Regions from separate parts of the Pan troglodytes genome. Here region 1 is linked to region 2. Evidence: chromatin contacts called from public HiChIP or PLAC-seq data. All regions are on one chromosome and are shown on one strand. Each heading gives the region's core, a stretch centred on a gene start, on an enhancer-like site or on the middle of the called end of the contact. The rest is flanking DNA. Distances are from core to core; before and after follow the strand shown. Region 1 holds the start of SNX27 (sorting nexin 27). Region 2 holds the start of C2CD4D (C2 calcium dependent domain containing 4D).

Region 1 (6,601 bases), core at 311-2,810, 230 kb after region 2:
AGTCAAGTGTGGGATCACAGGAGGATAGAGTAGAAGAGGCAGCAGAGACGGGCATGCCCTAAAAAAGCAAAGCGGTCAAAGACCCAAAAAGGGCTTGAAGTAGTTTTGAAGGAGGAGGAGTTACAAGGGGTCTACCATAAACCTGACTAGGAGGAGGCATGAGTATAGAGCAGGAGTGAAGGCAGGAGGCCAGGGAAGGGATGCTCTCAGAGGGGTGTGCTGATGGAGACGCTAGATTCCAAATTAGGGTGTGATACGGGGCCAACCGAGAAGAGAAACTACAGTGTCAAATCCCACGCCCCCCACCCCAAAGGCATGCAAGGGTCAGAAAGCAAGGTAAACTCTTGGAGTAGAAATACAAAAAGGAGGGGAGGAAAGGGGCACACGGTGGGATGGAAAAATTTAGGGGCAGCGTAACCATGAGGAGAGGGTAACTAAGGAAAGAAAAAGGAGACGAGCGGGGAGGGATGGTGTTTCCGGAGGAAAAGTAGGAGCAGACCAGAGGTCCTGCCTACTTGGTCTGGAGGGCAGAAGGGGCAGTCCACGGGGGCGGGGGGGAGTGGTAGAGAACGAAACTGCGATGCTGAAGATGAGAACTTGGGGAGGACACGGTACTGGCTGGATCAGAAAACGAAACGCCGTCAGTAAGGAGCAGATGAGGTTCCTTCTGAGCAAGACGAGGGGGAGTGAGGAGCAGAATGCAGCACGCCAAACGGGAAGGCAAAGGGGCGGAGAAGAGCCCAGAGTAATCGGGGCACAGGGAGGAGCAATGGGGGCGCAAGGGCATCAGCTGGAGACGACGGGGTGGGAGACCGGCGTCGCAGAAGCCCCGGGGCGGGTGGTGGGAGGGCAGCCCACAAGGAGGGGCCCGGCTGCGGAGGCCTGAGGGGCGGGGGTCCGGAGGCCGGCTCGGAGCTCGGGGGAGGTGCGGCCTGGGGGTGACAAGGGTAGCGAGGAGTGCAGGGGCAGGAGGGGCGCGGGGAGGATGGGGCGGCGGGTAGCCCCGATACTCACACCTCCAGGATGCGGTCCCCCTTGCGCACCCCGGCCCGATCGGCCGCCCCCCCGGGCAGCACGGCGCTCACATGCTGCAGCGGCGCGTACAGCTCCCCGTTGATGCTCCGCAGTTGCCCGCCCTCGCTCACTTGGCCCCGCACGTTGAAGCCGTAGCCGGACTCGGACTTGACGATGCGCACGACCCGCGGGCCGCCGCCTCCCCCGCCGCCGTTCCCGGCGCAGTGGAGCCCAGACCCCCCGCCGCCGCCGCCACCTCCGTTCCTGTGAGGGGCTGAGGGGTGAATCCCTTCCCCGTCCTCGTCCGCCATCTTGCGAGCAGGCGAGCCGTACCCCCGCCCCCTACGCCTCCAAGGCCTCCCGGCGCGTGCTCGCCCTGCCCGGCAGCCGCACGACCCCCGACGCGCGCGCCCGATCCGCCGGCCGCGGGACCGACTCGGCCACCGAGCTGCTGGCACGGGGTGAAGAGGAGGCAGGGGGCGGGCGAAAAGCGGACAGTCGGGCACTGTGGGGCCTCCTGGGAGTTGTAGTTTATGGGTGGCGGGGGCGGGGAGCGGTCTGGGCCCGGGCCTGAGCCGAGGTTATAAGACGCAGTTCGGAAGCAAGGCCTGCCGGGAGTTGTAGTTTATCTTTCATGCTGGGTTAGGAGTTTGATCTGCTGGGTGGGGAGAGTATAACCCAGCACCCAGCGTGGTAAAATGATTCAGTTCTTGATGCGGACCAAGTTTTTCGCCCCCCCCTTTCATTTCATAACCTCTAAAAAACAATAATGTTAGAATAACTTAACGTTTGTGATTCAACACAGTCTTAAATTATATCAACTCATTTTTTGGCACAGTAACTTATATGTTGACCAGGGCCCAACAACCTGTGAGGCAACCGGATCACGATTAGCTTCCCTATTTTACGTTATTAGGAAACAACCTTAGAGTGCTCAAAGTCATCCAGCTACTAAGTATCAGGAACTAAGGCCCAGTTATTGTGCAACTTTCTTGTCCTGTATTGCAACTACAGTCATGTGCCACATAAGGACATTTTGGTCTACAATGGACTGCAAACACGAGGGAGGCCCCCTAAGATGATAATGGAGCTGAAAAATGTCTATCACCTAGTGACACAGTAGCCACCATAAGGTCATAGCACAAGCATTACTCACATGTTTGGAGTGATGCTGGTGTTAACAAACCTGCACTGCCAGTCATGTGAAAGTATAGCACATATGATTATGTACAGTACATAATACTTGATAATGGTAAGAACTATGTTACTAGTTTATGAATTCACTGTAGTTTTTATCACTATTTTAGAGTGTACTCCTACTTTTTTTTTTAAGTTAACTGTAAAGCAGCCTCAGGCAGGTCCTTCAGAAGGTATTCTAGGTATTCTAAGTATTGTGATTTTTTTCCACGTATTCCAAGTATTGTGTTTTTTTGTTTTGTTTTGTTTTTTTGTTTTTAAGATGGAGTTTCGCTCTTATCGCCCAGGCTGGAATGCAATGGCACGATATCGGCTCACTGCAACCTCTGCCTCCCAGGTTCAAGTGATTCTCCTGCCTCAGCCTCCCAAATCCCTTGCGATTAAACGCATGCACCACCATGCCTGGCTAATTTTTTTGTATTTTTAGTAGAGACAGGGTTTCACCATGTTGGCCAAGCTGGTCTCGAACACCTGACCTCAGGTGATCCACCCACCTCAGCCTCCCAAAGTGCTGGAATTACAGGTGTGAGCCACTGTGCCTGGCCCCAGTTATTGTTACCATCAGATGACAGCTCTGTGCATGTTATTACCCATGAAGACTTTCCAGTGAGACAAGAGATGGAGGTGGAAGACAGTGAAATTGATGATCCAGATCTGGTGTAGGCATAGGCTATGTTTGTGTTTAAGTCTTAGTTTTTAACCAAAAAAAAAAGTTTAAAACATAAAATTAAAAATTGCCTTAAATAGAAAAAAAGCTTATGGAATAAAGATATAAAGAAAGAAAATATTTTGTACATCTGTACAATGTGTTTGTCTTTTAAGCTAACTGTTATTACAAAAGAGTCCCCCCAAATTTTTAAAGGCTGGGTGTGGTGGCTCATGCCTGTAATACCAGCACTTTGGGAGACCGAGGTGGGAGGATTCCTTGAGCCCAGGAGTTCAAGACCAAACTGGGCAACATAGTGAGACCCCATCTCAACAAAAAATAAAAAATTAGCTGGTGGCTGAGCGAGACTGTATCTAAAAAAAAAAAAAAAAAAAAGCAGCTGGGCATGATGGCACATACCTGTAGTCCCAGCTACTTAGGAGGTTTAGGTGGGAGGATCGCTTCAGCCTAGGAGGTCAAGGCTGCAGAGAGCTGAGATCACACCACTGTACTCCAGCCTGACCATCAGAGTGAGATCCTGTCTCAAAAAAACAAAGATGAGATCTCACAAAATATGGGATGAGGACTCAAAGTCATTATAATTAGAACATAAAAATTAATGTGACCTTATTTTACACAAGCTAATGAAGAAGGATCTTGACTAGTTACACAATAAAGTTGGTATAAGAGTTTTGCTCCAAAATAATAGTGGCATTTGGATTGAATATGAATAATTTGGTTTGAACTGAGCACTGGATGGGGAAAGCAAGGCATCAGAGAAAGGAAAAAGAAGGGAGCCTCCCCTAAAAGAGTTATTTTTTCATTGGTTTATTAGATAAAAATATACTGAATGCCTACTCTGAATTAGATAAAAATATACTGAATGTCCCTGAAAGGCAACAGGACATGGTCAAACTTACAAATACACATATTCCTCAAACTGAAGGCGATTCCACTTCCAGGAGTTCATTCTACTGTTACACTTGCACATGTGTGAAGTGATGTTTTTATGAAGTTAAGTCATTGCAGCATTGTTTGTATTCACAAAAGACTGAAAACAACCTAATGTTTATTCGTTAAATCATAATGTATCCCCAATGGAAAATTGAATCAATGTAAACCCAGAATAAGGAAGCTCTGTATGCACTTACATGGAATGATCATATCATCAATACTATATATGATTTGGTGAAAACAAAGTGCAGCACAATCTATACAACATGATACTATTTGTATATAAAACGGGAACCATGGGCCAGGCACGGTGGCTCACGCCTGTAATCCCAACACTTTGGGAGGCCGAGGTGGGTGGATCACCTGAGGTCAGGAGTTTGAGACCAGCCTGGCTAACATGGCGAAACCCCGTCTCCACTAAAAATACAAAAATTAGCCGGGTGTGGTGGTGCACACCTGTAGTCCCAGCTACTCGGGAGGCTGAGGCAGAAGAATCACTTGAACCGGGGAGGTGGAGGTTGCAGTGAGCTGAGATTGTGCCACTGCACTCCAGCCTGGGCAACAGAGCGAGACTCTGTCTCAAAAACAAACAAAACAAAACAAACACAAAAATTAGCCGGGCATGATGGCAGGTGCCTGTATTCATCAGAAGGCTGAGGCAGGAGAATCGCTTGAACCTGGGAGGTGGAGGTTGCAGTGAGCCAAGATCACGCCACTGCACTCCAGCCTGGCGACAGAGCAAGACTCCATCTAAAAAGATAATAATAAAATAAAAGGGAACCATATATATTTTTATATCTCTAGAAGTATTCACAAGAAATTGATAACACTGATTGCTGCTGGGGAGGGAGACTGGATAGCTAGGGTGTCAGAGGCAGGGACAGAGGTAGGAGAGAGACTTTTCACTTTATACCTTTATGTAACTTCTGAATTTTCAGTCACATGAGTGTTGCCTATTCAAAAAATAAATTTAAAAATATTTAGAAAGGATCAGGTTGGAAGAAAAGATGATCAGAGCATTAAAATAACAAAAGAAAATAAGACACCATTACTGCTGGTGAGAATTCACAATCTAGCAGGAGAGAAAACAAAAGAAAAAACCATTGCAATAGAGCGTGATGAGAGCTGTGAGGAGAGTCCTGCACAAGCTGCTAGGAGTGCACATCGGAGGGACTTCCACGTATCCAGAGGGAGGAGTTAGGGAAGATGACTCACGAAATGGGAGAGCTGAGCTAAGTGATTACAGATGAGAAGAGTTAGCAATTGCGGCAGAGAAGGATAGTGGTGGAAGGGCATTTCTGACAAAGGAAACAGCATATTCAAACACACAGAGATTTGAAACAACACGTACAGTGTGAGACCACACAGTTCAGTAGGACTGGAGCAGAGGAGACAGGAAGTGGACAGGGGAGGTGGGCAAGAGTCAGATCCAGGAGGGCTTAAAATATCGAATATCGGCCGGGCGCTGTGGCTCACGCCTGTAATTCCGGCACTTTGGGAGGCCGAGGTGGGCGGATCACGAGGTCAGGAGATCGAGACCATCCTGGCTAACATGGTGAAACCCCGTCTCTACTAAAAATACAAAAAATAAAAAATAAAAAAAATTAGCCGGGCATGGTGGCAGGCACCCGTAGTCCCAGCTACTCGGGAGGCTGAGGCAGGAGAATGGCGTGAACCTAGGAGGCAGAGCTTGCAGTGAGCCGACATCGCACCACTGCACTCCAGCCTGGGCAACAGAGCAAGACTCTGTCTCAAAAAAAAAAAAAAATCAAATATCATGCCCAGGAGTTTGAATTTCATTCCTTATTAGTGAGGGGCCTCTGATTGCTTTTAAGCAGAGCACAGGCATTCACAAATCTGTGCTTCAAAAAGTTCATGCTGCAGGATGTGTGGAGAATGAAGTCAGATAGAAAGATCAGTTATGAAGCATTTGCAGTGATTCCGGTGGGAATTAATGAGGTGCCAACTAGGGCAGTAGTGGTGGGAATACAAGGAGGGAGATGCACAGGAGAGAAGGGACTTGGTGACCACTAGGATCTCGGGTGCAAAGGTAGGGGAGGAAGGAATGACATAAGATTCCTGACATGGTGATGTGATTCCCCAAGACATGGCATAAAAAGGAAGCGGAAGAGGTTTGCAGGGAAAATTAATTTAATTTGTTTAAATTTGTTTGATTTAAACAAGAAGAAGATTAGTTTCATTTGGGGCCTTTGGGAAAGCCCAGAGGAATTGTCCAACAACTGGTTGAACACATGAGTGTGGACCTGGGGAAAGGAGTCTGGGCCAGAACTTAGATTTGGGAGCCATCAGCCCTGGGTGGTGGTAGATGAGAACCCCAAAACATACTGTGCAGTCAGATGAGAGGAGTGCCAAGTCCAGAACCTGGAGAATCTGCTCCCATGGTCACCCCATTTAGGAGACTGAAAGAGGGAGAGCATCCAGTGAAAGAGGAGCCAGGGGGCTGGGGGACCCAGAGAGAGTGGGAGTCAATGATGCTGCTTTCAGAAATAGGATCTGGACCATTTACAGAGCACTTTGCATCCAAGAGCTTGTTTCGTTCTCACAATAACAAAGTCAATCGAAATGGTCACAAGAAGCTAGGCTCAGATAACCAGCAGGTCCCAGTCACACTGCTAGTTAATAGCAGACCTGAACCTTGAACCCAAATTTTCTGACACTAAGCCAGGACATTCTCCTTCCCCTACCCAGCTTCCCTTTGGTTCAATAAGAAAAAGTTCCTCCTACCCCTTGTGATCTGCAAGGTCGTCAGGTTTCTGTTACCTTTTTGTG
Region 2 (6,832 bases), core at 3,452-5,951:
TAATATCCTTTCTGTGGTTCAGGATCCAATTCAGAATCATATGTCACATTTAGTTGTCATGTTTCTTTAATCCCCTTTAATTTGAAACAGTTCCTCTTTCTTTGTCTTTCATTACCTTGACATTTTTTTTTTTTTTTAATTTCCTTTTTTAGAGACAGGGCCTTGCTCTGCTGCCCAGGGTGGAGTGCAATGACGTGATCATAGATCACTGCAGCCTCAAATTTCTGGGCTCAAGGGAGCCTCCTGCTTCAGCCTCCCAAGTAAATGGGACTACAGGCACATGCCACCAAGCTCAGATAAATTTTATTTAATTTTTTGTATAGATGGGGTCTCCCTATGTTGCCTAGGCTGGCCTCAAACTGCTGGCCTCAAGTGATTTGCCTACCTTGGCCTCCCAAAGTGTTAAAATTACAGGCATGAGCCACTGTTTGGAATCCAGTCCACTGATATGTTTCTCAGAGTATGAGTTAGTTGTTTTGTAGCGTGTTCCAAGGTTTGGATTTCTCCAATGTTTCCTCATCATTAGATTCAAGTTATTCATTTTTGTTGCAATATTTCAGAAGCAATGCTGTGGCCTTCTCAGTGCTTCATGACAACAGAAACGTGATGCTGATTTGTCCCATTAATGCCAATGTTCCCTTTGATCAGTTGGTTACTATGGTGTCTGCCATATTTCTCCACTGAAAATTACCATTTTTACCTTTTTAATAAGTATCTTATTGGGAGGCACTTTGCAATTGTATAAATATCCTGTTTCTCATCATACTTTTGCCCATTAATTTTAGCTTTTATTGATCATTCTTGCCTAAAGCAATTATTACTGTGATAGTGGCCAGTGGTAATTTTCTAATGCCATCATCCCTTCAACATGTTTTCATTCTAACTATATGTTAAAGAAGAAAGTAAAATGGGGGGCCAGGCACGGTGGCTTATGCCTGTAATCCCAGCACTTTGGGAGGCTGAGGTGGGTGGATCACTTGAGGTCAGGAGTTAGAGACTAGCCTGGCCAACATAGTGAAACCTCCATCTCTACCAAAAAATACAAAAATTAGCTGGGTGTGGTGGCACACACCTGTAATCCCATCGACTCAGGAGGCTATGGTGGGAGAATCGCTTGAACCTGAGAGGCGGAGGTTGCAGTGAGCCGAGATCATACCACTGCACTCCAGTCTGGGCGACAGAGCAAGACTCTGTCTCAAAAAAAAAAAAGAAAGGAAAAGAAAGTAAAATAGGTTTGGTGAGTAGCTAGCAGCCGCTGCCTCAGTTTAAAAGGAGGGCCAGTAGAAGATGACAGAGTCTATGTAAAAACTCTTACTCTGGCAAGCAAAATATTCAGCTTCAGGCATATGCTAGGGTTCCAGGATCTGCGGCTAGAGCTGGGGATTCAGGGAATCAGAGAGAATGAAACCCTTTGTGACATGGAACCAGGTCAGAGAGTTGTGCACAAATTCAGCAGCAGCGGTGAGGTAGGTGGGTCAGGCTCCCTCTCTAGTACCTAGACCACATGCTTCCTAAGCCATCAGTCTCACGATGGGCAAAGAATAGGTGGACATGGATTTGAATGGCCTCAATTTAGTGCCTTGCAAAAGCTAGAGATGTAATGGAGGCCATAGCCAAAAAGCTTATGACAATAAACTATTTCCTCTCCCATATACTCACATAAAAACCTTTTCTCCTTCTGTGCTTTCACAGTGCCCATGATATCTACACTCCAGACCCAGAGTCTAAATCACTGTATACTAAAAAACTGGTTGCTCTTCATTCATGGTCAAGGAGAGTCTAATCTTCATTCAAACACTCCCAGAAGGAAGGAAATACATTCCATCCTTCCTAAGCAGTCAGGAAAAGGAAGAGGTTGGTCCAAGTGCAGTAGTGTTTACAACTAATTGATCACAACCAATTGCAGATTTCTTTGTTCCATCTCCACTCCCACTGCTTCACTTGACTAGCCTAAAGAGAAAAAAGAAAAGGAAGAAAAATAAAACAGTTGTGTTCCCTGGGTCCTACCTACTTCTGGACTTCTTATTATGGAAGTCAAGTGTCCATATTGTTAAGTCAGACTGAGTTGGGTTTTCTGTTTTCTCACACTTTTAGCGGATGTCAGCCTAAATGATGCCCACGTGTTATCTTTAATCCTCATACCAACTCTGAGAGTTTTATTCTTTCTGTTTTCCAGATGGAAAAGGTAAGCCCCAAAGAGATTAAGTTACATGCTAGAGGTCACACAGCTAGTCAGTCGCAGAATCCAGATTCCCAGCCCATCTGACTGATGACAAAGCAATGAATACTGCAGCACTCCAAGAACATGGACCCTCCCCAGAAACAACACCAGGGCTGAGCTGAGTCAGAAGCCACATGAATGGAAGGTCTGGAGGCCACCAGGGATCGCCACAAAACAAACACTTGCTTTGTTAAAATCTTCAAGTATTAGATGACACAATAATCATTGCATTCACTGGTTTATTTCATCTTTTTTCCTGCATTTCAGGATTTGTCTTATTGTTGTTTGCATGTTTATTGTCTGTCTCTCCCCTTAGACAGCTCTCTATTCTATGTATCCCCCTAGCACAGTGCCTGGTGCATTTTAGGCACTTCAATGAATGGATGAACAAATTGATTCAAGTATAATTTTGCTTACTACTTCACTCATCAAATACATCCTGATTGAGTATCTGCTTTGCACCAAGCACTGTTTTTAAGATTCTTAGTCTAGTAAGAGAGATGGACATTAAACAAATAACCACATAAATAGAGGGGGAAAAACTGTAATCAATGCCATAAAGGAAAAGTATGAGGTACTATGAAAGTGTACAGCAGGTGCCCCTAATTTAGGTGGGAGGGTGTCAGTGAGGGCCTCCAGAGCTGAAGCATGAAGGAGAAGAGTGGTCCTAGGCGAGGAACTAGCCTTGCTTCCTTTCAGAGACTGAAGGATGGTAGGTGTGTCTAGACTGCAACTGATGGTCTCATCTTGTCTGTGGTGGCCTGTGCTTCCTAAGATCTGTCAGGGATGGAGGACATAGGCCAGCTTGATCCTGACTGTTGGATCCAGCTTTATCTTCAGTATTTCTAAGTCCAGAAATCCTGAGTCTGGCCACTTTTCCTTTAGCCACAATAATTCAGAGAACTATTAGCCAGAATAATGCAGACAACTGATCACTGCAAGTCACTCTGCCTTGGAGCTATTGGAATGGCTCCAGAACAGGGCACTGGGGGCCAAGGCAGGATTTCAACCAGGAGGGTTTTACAGAAGACGGACTTCACCTGTGAGGGCTGGGGTTGGAACCGAGCACCAAAGAAGTGGCCACTGTCCACTGATGGCCGTCTCCCTCTTCTCTGTAGCCCTCCCCCACCCCTAAGCAGCCCAGTTTCAGCAGAGGAGGCCTGGGCACAGGAATGGATTGTTGCTAGAAACCTGGCTTCAGCTGGAGGAAGTCAGAAGACCGGGCTGATGGCCGCGCAGACAGAGCTGTGTTTATCCAGGAAAAGAGGTAGGACGTAGGCAGCGGAGGCCCCTGCCAGCTCCTCCCATAAGGACTGCGCTGGGGGAGCAAGCTGCAGAGAAAGCTGCTCCCCTCTGGCTCTGAAAGTGTCAGGGCCTGAGGCCAGAACCCAAAGGCGACCCACAGGTGAGGCCAGCACTCCGGGCGCGCGACGGAGAGGATCGCTAGCTCGGATCCCAGGGCAGAGGGTCGGAACACGGTGCTCTTGGTGGCTCCGCGCAGGGGTGAGGCGAGCGCGTGGTGGCGGAGCCTTCCGGAGACCGCTCTGAGGGTGGCGGAGAATCAATGCTGCCTTTGTGCTCGGTGGTTTCCGAGGGAGAAAAGGAGTGGAGAGTGGGAGGGGCGACCCAACGGCCCGGCCCCGCCCTGCAGACGCGGGATGCGGTAGGGCTGGGAGGCGCGGGAGCTGGACGGTCAGGGCTACCGGGGGTGGGATTCTGTGTCCCCGGGAGGTGCGTCTCCTTGGACCAGCCCAGGGTGTCCTGAGGTCAGCAGCCAGGTGTGTCCCCTGGCTGCCAGGAGCAGAAGTGAGTCCTCTTCTGGCTTGGAGCGACTCGAGGAGGGGAAGGAGGAGCCAGAGGAGGCAGTTGGGGCTAGGACTGAGGGATGGCTCAGGCCAGAGAAGCTTGAGCCGGGGCAGCCTGGCAAAGGGAGGAAGTCCCAAGGGGCGCCAGACTGGATCCCAGAGGAAAACCCAAGTCTTCGAAATGGGCGGGGGAGGAGGGCGTGAGCCCGCCCAGGGCGCAGTGTCCCAGGGGGTTTGGGATCTCAGTCCTTTTGCTATAATGCGGTTATTATCCTATTTGTCCTAATAGTACCCTAGGGTTCTGGTGGATACTATATGGGCCCTCTAACTCTAAGGTGAATGGGGCATCTTTAGTACCAGTGGGAGAATCTGTGTACTTGGTGACGGAGGCCCGTATATGAAAATGTGACTGACTGGCCCTTGGCTCCCTCCATTTCTTCCCAGCCCCCCAGACTGCGCCGCCCTTTCTTTTTCTGCTCAAATAGGGGTCCGCGCTCCCAGTGGGTCCGGAGACCGGGGCGCGGTGGCTGACCGCCCGGTGTACGCCAGCATCACTCACCTCTGACTCCTCTGCGCTCCTCGCCCAGCCCCGCTCCGCCGAGCACTCCCATCTGAGACGGGATTTGGACCCTCTCGGCCCTGCGGAATTCGGAATTCCATTACCCCACCCACCGCATGTGGCTCTTGGAAAAAGCTGGCTATAAGGTGGGGGCCGCGGAGCCTGCGGCCCGTTGGGCGCCTTCCGGCCTGTTCTCCAAGCGTCGCGCCCCGGGCCCGCCCACAAGCGCCTGCCCCAACGTCCTCACCCCGGATCGCATCCCGCAGTTCTTCATCCCGCCTCGGCTCCCGGACCCGGGCGACGCAGTGCCCGCGGCCGGGCGGCACGTGGCGGGGCGCGGCCTCCCCGCGACCTGCTCGCTGCCTCACCTGGCGGGCCGCGAAGGCTGGGCCTTCCTGCCCGAGAGCCCGCACACGCGCCGGCGGGAATCCCTATTCCACGGGCCGCCACCCGCCCCGGCCGGGGGACTCCCCGCGGCGCAGTCCCGGCTGCACGTCTCCGCCCCGGACCTGCGCCTCTGCCGGGCCCCCGACAGCGACACGGCCTCGTCGCCGGACTCGTCGCCCTTCGGCTCCCCGCGGCCAGGCCTGGGCCGGCGCCGGGTGTCCAGGCCGCACTCTCTGTCCCCAGAAAAAGCGAGCTCGGCCGATACCAGCCCGCACTCGCCGCGCCGCGCCGGGCCGCCCACGCCGCCGCTCTTCCACCTGGACTTCCTGTGCTGCCAGCTGCGGCCCACGCGCGAGAGCGTGCTGCGCCTGGGGCCCCGCGGCGGGCAGCTGCGGCTCTCCACCGAATATCAGGCAGGGCCCGGGCGGCTGCGGCTGCGCCTAGTGAGCGCCGAGGGCCTGCCCCGGCCGCGGTCCCGCCCCGGGAGCGGCGGCGGCGGCTGCTGTGTGGTGCTGAGGCTGCGGCCCCGCGTCCGGCCGCGGGAGCAGCAGAGCCGCGTGGTCAAGTGCAGCGCCAACCCCATCTTCAACGAGGATTTCTTTTTCGACGGGCTCGGCCCCCCGGACCTGGCCGCCCGCAGCCTGAGAGCCAAGGTGCTAGACAGGGGCGCGGGACTTCGCAGGGATGTGCTGCTGGGGGAGTGCGAGACGCCCCTCATTGCGCTGCTGCCCCCGCTGGGTGGGGGACTAGGTCCCGGGTCATCCCTGGCGCCCACCCATCTCAGCCTGTAGCCTGAGCCCCTGGCTTCCTCAGGACGTCTCCACTGTGTCTGCAGTCCACATTCTTTCCACCCTGCCCGGCTTGTATTTATTTTTGCTAATAAAATGTCCGCTTGTCCTTGGCCAGATATTTCCCCTTACTGGCACCTTACACGCTCGGGCATAGAGCCTACCGATCTTCCCTCTATCCCGGCCATACGCGGGGGGAAGATGCTCATTCAGACGGTCTGAGTAGAGCAGACCTTAAGCAGTGGTTCTCAAGCTTGAAGGAGCATCAGAATAACCAGACATCAGAAATCCTGGAAGAGCTTTTTAAATATGCAGGGTCCTGGGCTCCATCCCCATGAGATGCTCCTTCAGTAGATCTGGGCCAAGTAGGTCCTAAGGTCCCCGTCCAACAAGGCCCCCGAACAATCAGGGAGCCCTGCAATCACTGAGTCACTCTGACAGAAACCAACACAAGCCACCTTCCACTTGAGGCTGCACAGAGGAAATTAACACTCCCTTCCTGTGCCCCTCTAAAACCCACATCTGTCCTGAAGACAGATGAAATTTCTGGGTCTTGAGAGTGAGTCAGGGGATGTCAGATGAACACACAGTGCCCTTTAGTCTTCCTTCTTCCCTCTTGCCTCTTCCACACCTGTGCGTCCCTTGAGGGGTGGGGCAAGTCTGGAGCCAAGAACCAGAGAGGTGCTTGGGTACCAAATGAATGAGATATAATGTCCCAGGGATTGAAAGGGGGGAGGTGGGGTACTACCAAAGTGTGAGAACTGTTCTCAGGAATGCCAGAAGAGGCTCCTCCAGCCAGAAGGAGGTGGGGGTGGGGGGAGGTGGATAATTGTAGGTCACATTGTGTTTACCTCTACCTGAATGTCCCTGACGTCAGCAGTGACCTTCTTCTCTCTCCCTCCACCTTCCCAGGAGCCGGTTCCTCTGGACTCAGGCCAGGCTTGGAGGAGGGAGGGAGGAAGTGAGGTAGGCACTAGGCTAACCCAACTTCTTTCTCCCTCTCCCTTGGGCCCTTTCTCATTTTTCATGGTGCCAGCTGTGGCCTGCACCAGGGCTAAGCTTGCGGGATCTG

Evidence for each region. HiChIP or PLAC-seq counts read pairs in DNA pulled down with a chosen protein or histone mark.
Region 1: a contact with region 2 is called in an H3K4me3 HiChIP or PLAC-seq map of stem cell-derived excitatory neurons, with 3 times the contacts expected there. The contact joins the promoter of SNX27 here to the promoter of C2CD4D in region 2. A contact is called at or near these places in 1 of 7 Hi-C or Micro-C datasets (induced pluripotent stem cells) and 1 of 1 datasets of contacts at active chromatin or transcription factors (stem cell-derived excitatory neurons).

Annotation. Positions count from the first base shown.
Region 1 is chr1:97,594,213-97,600,813 of NHGRI_mPanTro3-v2.0_pri, forward strand. SNX27 (sorting nexin 27) reads right to left here and starts at 1,561. Exons shown (of 12, transcript XM_003949545.6): 1 at 1,015-1,561. The coding sequence starts at 1,325.
Region 2 is chr1:97,361,669-97,368,500 of NHGRI_mPanTro3-v2.0_pri, forward strand. It overlaps C2CD4D (C2 calcium dependent domain containing 4D), which reads left to right and starts at 4,702. Exons shown (of 1, transcript XM_016927235.4): 1 at 4,702-5,873. The coding sequence starts at 4,702. The coding sequence ends at 5,763. It overlaps LOC134808776 (a long non-coding RNA gene), which reads right to left and starts at 4,665. Exons shown (of 4, transcript XR_010152513.1): 1 at 4,586-4,665; 2 at 1,660-1,950.